Linked DNA regions of Triticum aestivum: region 2 is linked to region 1. The links are chromatin contacts, called in public Hi-C maps. All regions are on one chromosome and are shown on one strand. The core of a region is the stretch at or near the end of the contact, and the rest is flanking DNA. Distances in the headings are between cores, read along the strand shown.

Region 1 (4,227 bases), core at 1,134-3,633:
ATATTGGACGACTATATTCGGACTTCGGAAAGGTTCCGAGTGATTCGGGTATTTTTCGGAGTACCGGAGAGTTACGGGAATTCGTATTGGGCCTTAACGGGCCATACGGGAAAGGAGAGAAAGGCCTCAAAAGGTGGCCGCACCCCTCCCCATGGTCTGGTCCGAATTGGACTAGGGAAGGGGGACGCACCCTTCCTTCTTTCTCCTTCCCCCTTCCCTTCTCCTACTCCCACAAGGAAAGGAGGAGTCCTACTCCCGGTGGGAGTAGGACTCCCCCCTATGGCGCGCCTCTCCCCTTTGGCCGGCTGCCTCCCCCTTGCTCCTTTATATACGGGGGCAGGGGGCACCCCAGAGACACACTTGATATACGATATTTTAGCCGTGTGCGGTGCCCCCCTCCCCCATATTACACCTCGATAATACCGTGGCGGAGCTTAGGCGAAGCCCTGCGTCGGTGGAACATCATCATCGTCACCACGCCGTCGTGCTGACGAAACTCTCCCTCAACACTCGGCTGGATCGGAGTTCGAGGGACATCATCGAGCTGAACGTGTGTAGAACTTGGAGGTGCCGTACGTTCGGTACTTGATCGGTCGGATCGTGAAGACGTACGACTACATCAACCGCGTTGTGATAACGCTTCCGCTGTCGGTCTACGAGGGTACGTGGACAACACTCTCCCCTCTCGTTGCTATGCATCACCATGATCTTGCGTGTGCGTAGGAATTTTTTTGAAATTACTACGTTCCCCAACAATTTGCTCATGGGTGTAGAAACTCCACGTCCTGAAGTCTAACCCTTTTTTCAATGCGTTGGCATGTCATACAACATTAAATCATTTTTTTGCGAGAAATACAACATTAAATCATTAGAAGCAAGTAAAGACCAATACATTGTATAGGTAGTTTATTATAACTTATCATATTAGAGACATAGAGAGGGCACTTATTTCTTTCTTTCTTGTAATAATTATAAGTAAGGGCAACAAACTCAACAGAATAACTTTAATTAAAATCATCATGAGCACGACCGGGCTGCAACCTCAATGCCTCTATAGTTTTTTTTTTGACGAAAGACTCAATGCCTCTATAGTGTAGTTAGAAGAATTAAAGAAACAAGATAGGACTGACATATGTGAGAGCAACATGTCCTTGTATTTGTATCATACTTCCTTCAAAATGTCTAGATACAGCCTTTGAACAACAACTAATTCCGGACGAAGGAAGTACTCCCTCCGTCCCAAAATTCTTGTCTTAGATTTGTCTAAATACGGATGTATCAAGTCATGTTTTAGTATTACATACATCCGTATCTAGACTAATCTAAGATAAGAATTTTAGGACGGAGTAATACATAACAGTAGCTAATTCATTTCATGTATTTCTACCAAATGGGCACGGCGACCATAAGCATAGCAAGCTTCAGATGACATCGGGTGTGTTAAAGTCGCAATGTTCGCCGGTTACAAATTATGAAAAATAAAATCGCATTGATAAATATAGTACTAGTATTTTTATTCAATTGCAAGCGGTCTGTTGAAGATTAAAAATTGTTTCCCGCAAAAAAAGGAAGATTAAAAATTGCATACGGGCGACACGATACTAGCCTCCGCGTTGCGTTTAGATCACTGCTACAGAGGGAGTAATAACGTGCGTCCATGGCTGGATTGTCGATTCAACGTGGTGCAGCCCCCTTTCAAAATGACCAAAATAGGGGTCTTGGTTAATTCGTCTTTGGCAGAAGTTTGTTGGACCATCACGCATACAAAACAAGTGCTTCCTCGAACTTTTGCACCAGTCCTTCACTGGGCGCATCGACATGGAAACCGCACGTCCGATTGCAAAATGAACACGTCAATAAAAATGGAAAATGGAAACGCGACGCGAGAGAGCCCGTGCCTCACGTGGGCCAGCCGGGTCCGCGCACGCCTGGAGAGAGCACGACGCGGTGGCACCGGAATCACGAGGGAAACGAGACGCGCGCGGGCGACCACCGACCTCCCAGGCCCACGAGGCCTCGTCACGCACGTCGCGAGGCGCACAGCCGCACACGGCGCATCCGACGTGTCGCCCGGCGCCGACCTGGCCCCCCACCCCCGCGGGCAAACCCCCTTCCCGCCTCGCGCCCGCTGCGTGCCGGAGCGTGCCCCGGCTCGCGCCCCACGCTCCCATCCCCCACCACCACACCAAACACGGATCCCAGCCAATCACACACCAGTGTCACCCCGCAGGGATGCCCACAGACACGATCTCGGCGCAGCGGATCCCAAAACAGCGTCCACGTCGGACGCCACGGGGGCGGAAGCGTGTGAAGCGAGGCAGGCAAGTCGTTACGGCTCGGAATCCTCTACCGTGCAGGCTTCCCCTTCCTCCATCTCGGACCTATTTGTACGCGCAACTCACGCTTGACGCCGCCGCAAAGCGCGAGCCCGCCCCGTCGAGTGCAGCTGCCATCGTCGTCATCTATTTACCACCGACCGATCCCCGGAGCCGTCCGTCCGTCAGACCGAAGGGCGTCGCTCGCGCGAAGAGGAGGTCGCGCGCCGGTCGATGGCGGCAGCGGCGGCAACCTCCGTGCGGGGGTGCGGCCCGGCGTCGGCGTCGTCGGTGGGGCTCTCGCCGCGTCGGGCGGTGCAGCGGTCGTCCTTCCTGCCGGCCCTGCCGCGGCGGGCGTCGTCCGTGCGCCCGCTGCGGGCCGCGGTCGCGGACGCGCCGTACCGGGGGCTGGAGCTCCGGCGGGAGGGGCGGGATGAGGCGGGGCTGCTGGAGGCCGTGATCGGGGGCGACGGCGAGGAGGTGGAGGAAGTGGTCGGGGAGGAGAGGGTGGAGGGGTGGATGCGGGAGTCGATCGCGGAGATCGTGCGGCACGTCGGGGAGGCGCCGTTCCTGGTGCACCTGTTCAGCGACGGGCGGGAGGGCGTCACGGTGCGGCGCGAGCCGGCCTCGGCGGAGGCCTGGCCCGACGTGCGGCGCCGCTGGGGCCCGGGCGGCCAGCGCCGGCCCGACGGCATCATCCTGGTCGAGCAGGTGGCCGCCGCGGCGGTGGAGGACGGCGCCGAGGCGGCGCGCCAGGTGTGGGGCCTGGTGGTGCAGGCCCGCGGGATGGAGTGCGCCGCCTGCTACGTCCTCGACACCTGCCGCGTCCGCTCGCCCTCCGGCTTCTGCACCCACTTCTGCCTCGCCCGCGCGCAGTGCTTCGGCGAGCCCCTCGAGCTCCAGCTCCGCAACGCCTGGCTCAACCGCCTCTCCGGCAACCACCGACGATAGCCGCCGCCTCCGCCACCGATGTACCACTACTAGCATAGACCTCCGCCATTGATGCGATTGCCTCCGGTTCGGCTGGGAAGAACGGACCGATCGAAGCATGAAGATTCATCGGGAAGCAAGCAAGAACCCCATTGATCGATGATTCTTTTCTTGCTTTCCGCTCTAGCTTTTCCCCTTGGCGCGATATGGGCGTATCGTGATCGAGTAATTGGAATCGCGAACCCCGCCCGCGTTTGAACATGTACAGATTACTGATTGTATTGCTTGATTATGAATTGAAAAGGAACTATTGATCATGAAATTCTACTTGTTCTTGGTTCGGTGCGACTGAAGTTAGTTAGTTACTTGATTGATGCGTCTCAGTTATGCCATGGATGATCGAACAGAATGCGATCACGACGGCAATGCGTCTCAGTGACGGCTCGAATATTCCGATGCGAGTAGGCTGCCGTCGGCGGCAACTGAGACTCGGTACGTCTCCTCGAGTAATTTAAAGTGGAGTAGGATTTGCTGATGAAGAGTGTGAGACATAATTAATGGCACGAACGTGGATTGCCGGGCCCATTCCGGATCCTTTTCATGCTACAGCGTTCGCAGTAGGTCGCGTCCGGTCCAATGATGACGACGACATGATTAACATGATTACGACACTTCTCAAAAACATGATTAGTTAGAAATTGATTAGGGCATTTCTAACTGATTTCCAATAACCGGTTAGAGGAGACCGGAACCTAACCGATCGCTGTAGATCATAGTGGAATATAAAATTTACTTGGCCGCCGCAAATCTTCCTATATTTATTTCATCGCTCGGCGGCCGAGTAAGAAAATCTCCTCCTATCTTCCTTTCTCTGCCTCCTCTTCTTCCCCTCTCCCTGCTGCCAGCACGTCCCCTACCCTTCCCAACTGCCCCTTCTCTTCCCAATGGCCGGATGAGGTGGCTGGAGGTCCCCACCGCGGAT
Region 2 (4,438 bases), core at 125-2,624, 150 kb after region 1:
AATGTGAAAGAGTGGATAAGTGGAAGCATTTGCTCAATAATGTAGCTGTGCTCACCATTCAACATAAACAAACAAACCTATCTCCATCCTACAGGAAGCACCACATCAAATTAGAGCTAGTTCCTACTTCCTAGTGTGCTTATGCCGTGAAAAGGATGCCGAGCTTATCTATCATTTTGTACACTAGCCACTAATACCGGAGAAAAGTGATTTATGCACAGAAAAATCGGTCGAATTAGTCCTCAATTTTTCTTTTGTTGAATCATCTGTTAGAACTGAACCCGGCACGTCAGCATAGCCACGTAGCATGTCCTGCCCACTAATCAATTTCATTTGGACTTATATATACTTTAGAGAACCCACTATCAATATGTCCACCCACCCTACTTGATGTGATGTGTTAACGCAACATCTTTATATGTCTCTGGCAGGACGTTTCAGAGTTTAGCAAACTAGGAGCATTTATTCATGTCACAATCAAAGAAATAAGGAATCACCAACGAAGAGGGAATCCAACTGACGCCTTTCACCCGGAACACTGAGCTATATGCACTCCCAAGGTGCTCGATTCGGCGCTATGGACTCGCTCCCGGCTCAAGAACCGAACGAACAACCGGATCACGCACCACAAAACAAGAGGGACACGCATGCCTTGAAGGAATCCTAGAACCAAATAACTTGTATTTCTTCTACTTGTGCAACCACGAACTGATTATGAAATGAAACACTCGCTAATCTGGACAGACAAAACTAAGGAAACCAGGAAAGGAAACAGATCAAGCGCAACAGAAGAAATCACAGAAAGAATGAAACGTACTTTCCGGTCACGGCTTTCCGCCTCCTTTCAGCGTCTCTTTCCTCTGCTAAATCTAAGGTGAACAGTAGCCGGGTAGCAGAATGAGATGAAAAACAACAGATCGTGGAGAAACCTAGAGGAACAACGCCGGGAGCACACTCATCTGACCCTTCTGCTCGCTTCAAGATGACAGCACGCACTGTAGACGCATTTCTTTCAGAACTAATACCTCCACAGATCGGTCATGAACTAGGCAGCTAGTACTACGGATCGACCCATCGCATGGATTTGGTTGGACCGGAGGAAGGGGGAGGAGGAGAGGCCGCTTTACCTGCGTGGCCGCGGGACTGAGCTTCGGTTCTGGGAGGAGCAGCGAGTTGCGGGGAGGAAGAAGATGGGGGAGGGACACTTGTGATGCTGGGAGGCAATGGTGGGGGGTGACGAGCGCTAATTAAAGCGACACTCCGCTGCTCTCGCGGTGAGGTGGTGGAGGCATGTGAGGGCACTCGGTCTTATCCACACGGCCCTGTTTGCCCTGCACTTTTGGTTCCATTCTCTTTTGTTTAACCTTTTGTTTTGGACTTTCGGTTCTCCAGCTGGTACTCTACTCTGCTCAGTTTCTTGTAAACAATCACGCAACTGGGGCGTGCCAGAAATGACAGGATGCACACGGACTCGTATGCACTTCTCCGTTTCTCCGTTTCTTTTGCCAACAATCTCACTTTATTTCGGTGGCAAAAAGACTATCGCTTAATTTGTTAGCCAAGTAGCACTAACTCCCGGTTTATTGATCCCTTTTGTATTTTGTGTCAAATGTTGATTATAGATTTAAATAATAAAATGTTAATGCATATCATTTTCATTGGATTCGTACTTGAATATAGTTTCCTATAATATTGTTTTTGTTATGTATAGCTTATATTTTATTAGTTAAAATCGTAATCAAAATGTAATTCTGAATACGAGGTGACTAATAAATCAAGACGGAGATAGTATAAGAGCATCTCTAGCATATGTGCTATCCCGCTGTCGGTCCATAAATTTGTGGGTTCTTTAGCGTTTCCGGGCCGAAATAGATGTTGTATATTTGCATTGGCTCGTAAAAATTATACGGGCGGCCAGCATACCGCCCCCTCCGCCGTGTACCGGGGGGGGGGGGGGGCGTTGTTTTAGGGTTCCCGTCTCAGATCGATTCCACCCCCCTCTGCCACAATCCTCTTCCCGTTTGCCACCGTCTATTCTTAGTTGTCGCAAGCTCATCCAGTCGCCCCCCTCCCCCCTCCAACCGTCCTGCCGTCGAGCCATGGCGCTCGGCGCATGCGCGCAACGGCGGGAACCACGCGTGGCATCGCTTCGACGAGATCCACGAGGCGCTCTAGTCATCGACGAAGAAGCTCCGTGAGGCGGAGGTCGCGCGCTTCGAGTCGAAGAAGGTGTTGGAGGCCGGCGAAGAGGGCGCAGCCGCACGCTTCGAGGCGGACGCAGAGTACGAGCTCGCCTACAGCCTCTACCGCCCCGACTGCGAGTTCTACCTCGGCGTGAAGCCGTGAGCCGCCGACGGCCCTCCGTCGTTTCTAGTTTTAAAGTTTAGTTTAGTTTGTTTGTGATGAACTCCGGTGAGGTTCGGACTTTCTATTTTAGCGGTAACTTGTTTTAGTTGAAGTTTTGAAATTTACGGTATCATATCCGGCATCTGTTCTGCGTCGGAGATAAACTGCCCACAAAATCGATTTAGGGCGAACCATAAATCGATTTTGCGGGGAGGGGATTTAGCACATCTGCTAGAGATGCTCTAAGGGCGTCTGCACACCGACCCTCAAAGCGCCAGCATCAGTCCAGACCAAGCGTTCAGAAAGTGTTTTGTCATCCAAGATGGACCTGTATCGGTCTACCAACCCGTCCGGACACGCTTTTTCCCTCAAATTGGAAGCAAACTGAGAGGGGGGCTTTACGAAAGTCTAGACCGTCGCCACGTAGGACTCCGACACCCCGGCCCACTCAAATCCCCCTCTCAGTTCCATTCTCTTCCACTTCTCCTTCGATGCCGCTGATGTACCTCTTTGGTCACCACTACGGCACCGTCCACCCAGGATCCGTCCGTAGCCATGTGGGACAACATGATTCATCCATGAAAAACTTGTTGAACATCTGGTTTATCTCGTTGAATTTGAACTATTTCTCATTGAATTTGAATTATTGTTGTACTAGACTTATTTGCATGTTATGTATGGATGATTGCTACCTCTTGAGCACTGCGTTGGTTTTCTCTTGAAGAGGAAAGGGTGATGCAGCAAAGTAGCGTAAGTATTTCCCTCAGTTTTTGAGAACCAAGGTATCAATCCAGTAGGAGACCACGCACGAGTCCCTCGCACCTACACAAACAAATTAATCCTCACAACCAACGCGATAAGGGGTTGTCAATCCCTACACGGTCACTTACGAGAGTGAGATCTGATAGATATGATAAGATAATTTTTTTGGTATTTTTACGATAAAGATGCAAAGTAAAGAAAGTAAAATAAAAACGACGCTAGGAATAACTTGTTGACGTGAGATTAATATGATGGAAAATAGACCCGGGGGTCATAGGTCTCACTAGTGGCTTCTCTCATGAGCATAAATATTACGGTGGTGAACAAATTACTGTTGAGCAATTGACAGAATTGAGCATAGTTATGAGAATATCTAGGTATGATCATGTATATAGGCATCACGTCCGGGACAAGTAGACCGACTCCTGCCTGCATCTACTACTATTACTCCACACATCGACCGCTATCCAGCATGCATCTAGGGTATTAAGTTCATAAGAACAGAGTAACGCTTTAAGTAAGATGACATGATGTAGAGGGATAAACTCATGCAATGATATAAACCCCATCTTGTTATCCTTGATGGCAACAATACAATATGTGCCTTGTTGCCCCTACTGTCACTGGGAAAGGACACAGCAAGATTGAACCCAAAGCTAAGCACTTCTCCCATTGCAAGAAAGATCAATCTAGTAGGCCAAACCAAACTGATAATTCGAAGAGACTTGCAAAGATAACCAATCATACATAAAAGAATTCAGAGAAGATTCAAATATTGTTCATAGATAAACTTGATCATAAACCCACAATTCATCGGTCTCAACAAACACACCGCAAAAGAAGATTACATCGAATAGATCTCCACGAGAGAGGGGAGAACATTGTATTGAGATCCAACAAGATAGAAGAAGCCATCTAGCTAATAACTATGGACCCGAAGGTCTGAGGTAAACTACTCACACATCATCGGAGAGGCTATGGCGTTGATGTAGAAGCCCTCCTTGATCAATGCCCCCTCCGGCGGAGCTCCGGAACAGGCCCCAAGATGGGATCTCACGGGTACAGAAGGTTGCGGCGGTGGAATTAGGTTTTTGGCTCCGTATCTGGTAGTTTGGGGGTACGTAGGTATATATAGGAGGAAGTAGTATGTCGGTGGAGCAACAGGGGGCCCATGAGGGTCGAGGGCGCGCCCAGGGGGTAGGCGCGCCCCCCTACCTCGTGCCCTCCTGGTTGATGTCTTGACGTAGGGTCCAAGTCCTCTGGATCACGTTCGTTCCGAAAATCACGTTCCTGAAGGTTTCATTCCGTTTGGACTCCGTTTGATATTCTT

What was found. Hi-C and Micro-C count contacts between places; a contact is called where the count stands out from the background.
Region 2: a contact with region 1 is called in a Hi-C map of leaf, with 2.3 times the contacts expected there. The contact joins the promoter of LOC123096043 here to the promoter of LOC123096041 in region 1. A contact is called at or near these places in 2 of 5 Hi-C or Micro-C datasets (both in leaf).

The regions. Positions count from the first base shown.
Region 1 is chr4D:41,650,720-41,654,946 of IWGSC CS RefSeq v2.1, forward strand. LOC123096041 reads left to right here and starts at 2,384. Exons shown (of 1, transcript XM_044517625.1): 1 at 2,384-3,567. The coding sequence starts at 2,550. The coding sequence ends at 3,266.
Region 2 is chr4D:41,797,266-41,801,703 of IWGSC CS RefSeq v2.1, forward strand. It overlaps LOC123096043 (CBS domain-containing protein CBSX3, mitochondrial), which reads right to left and starts at 1,375. Exons shown (of 6, transcript XM_044517626.1): 1 at 1,128-1,375.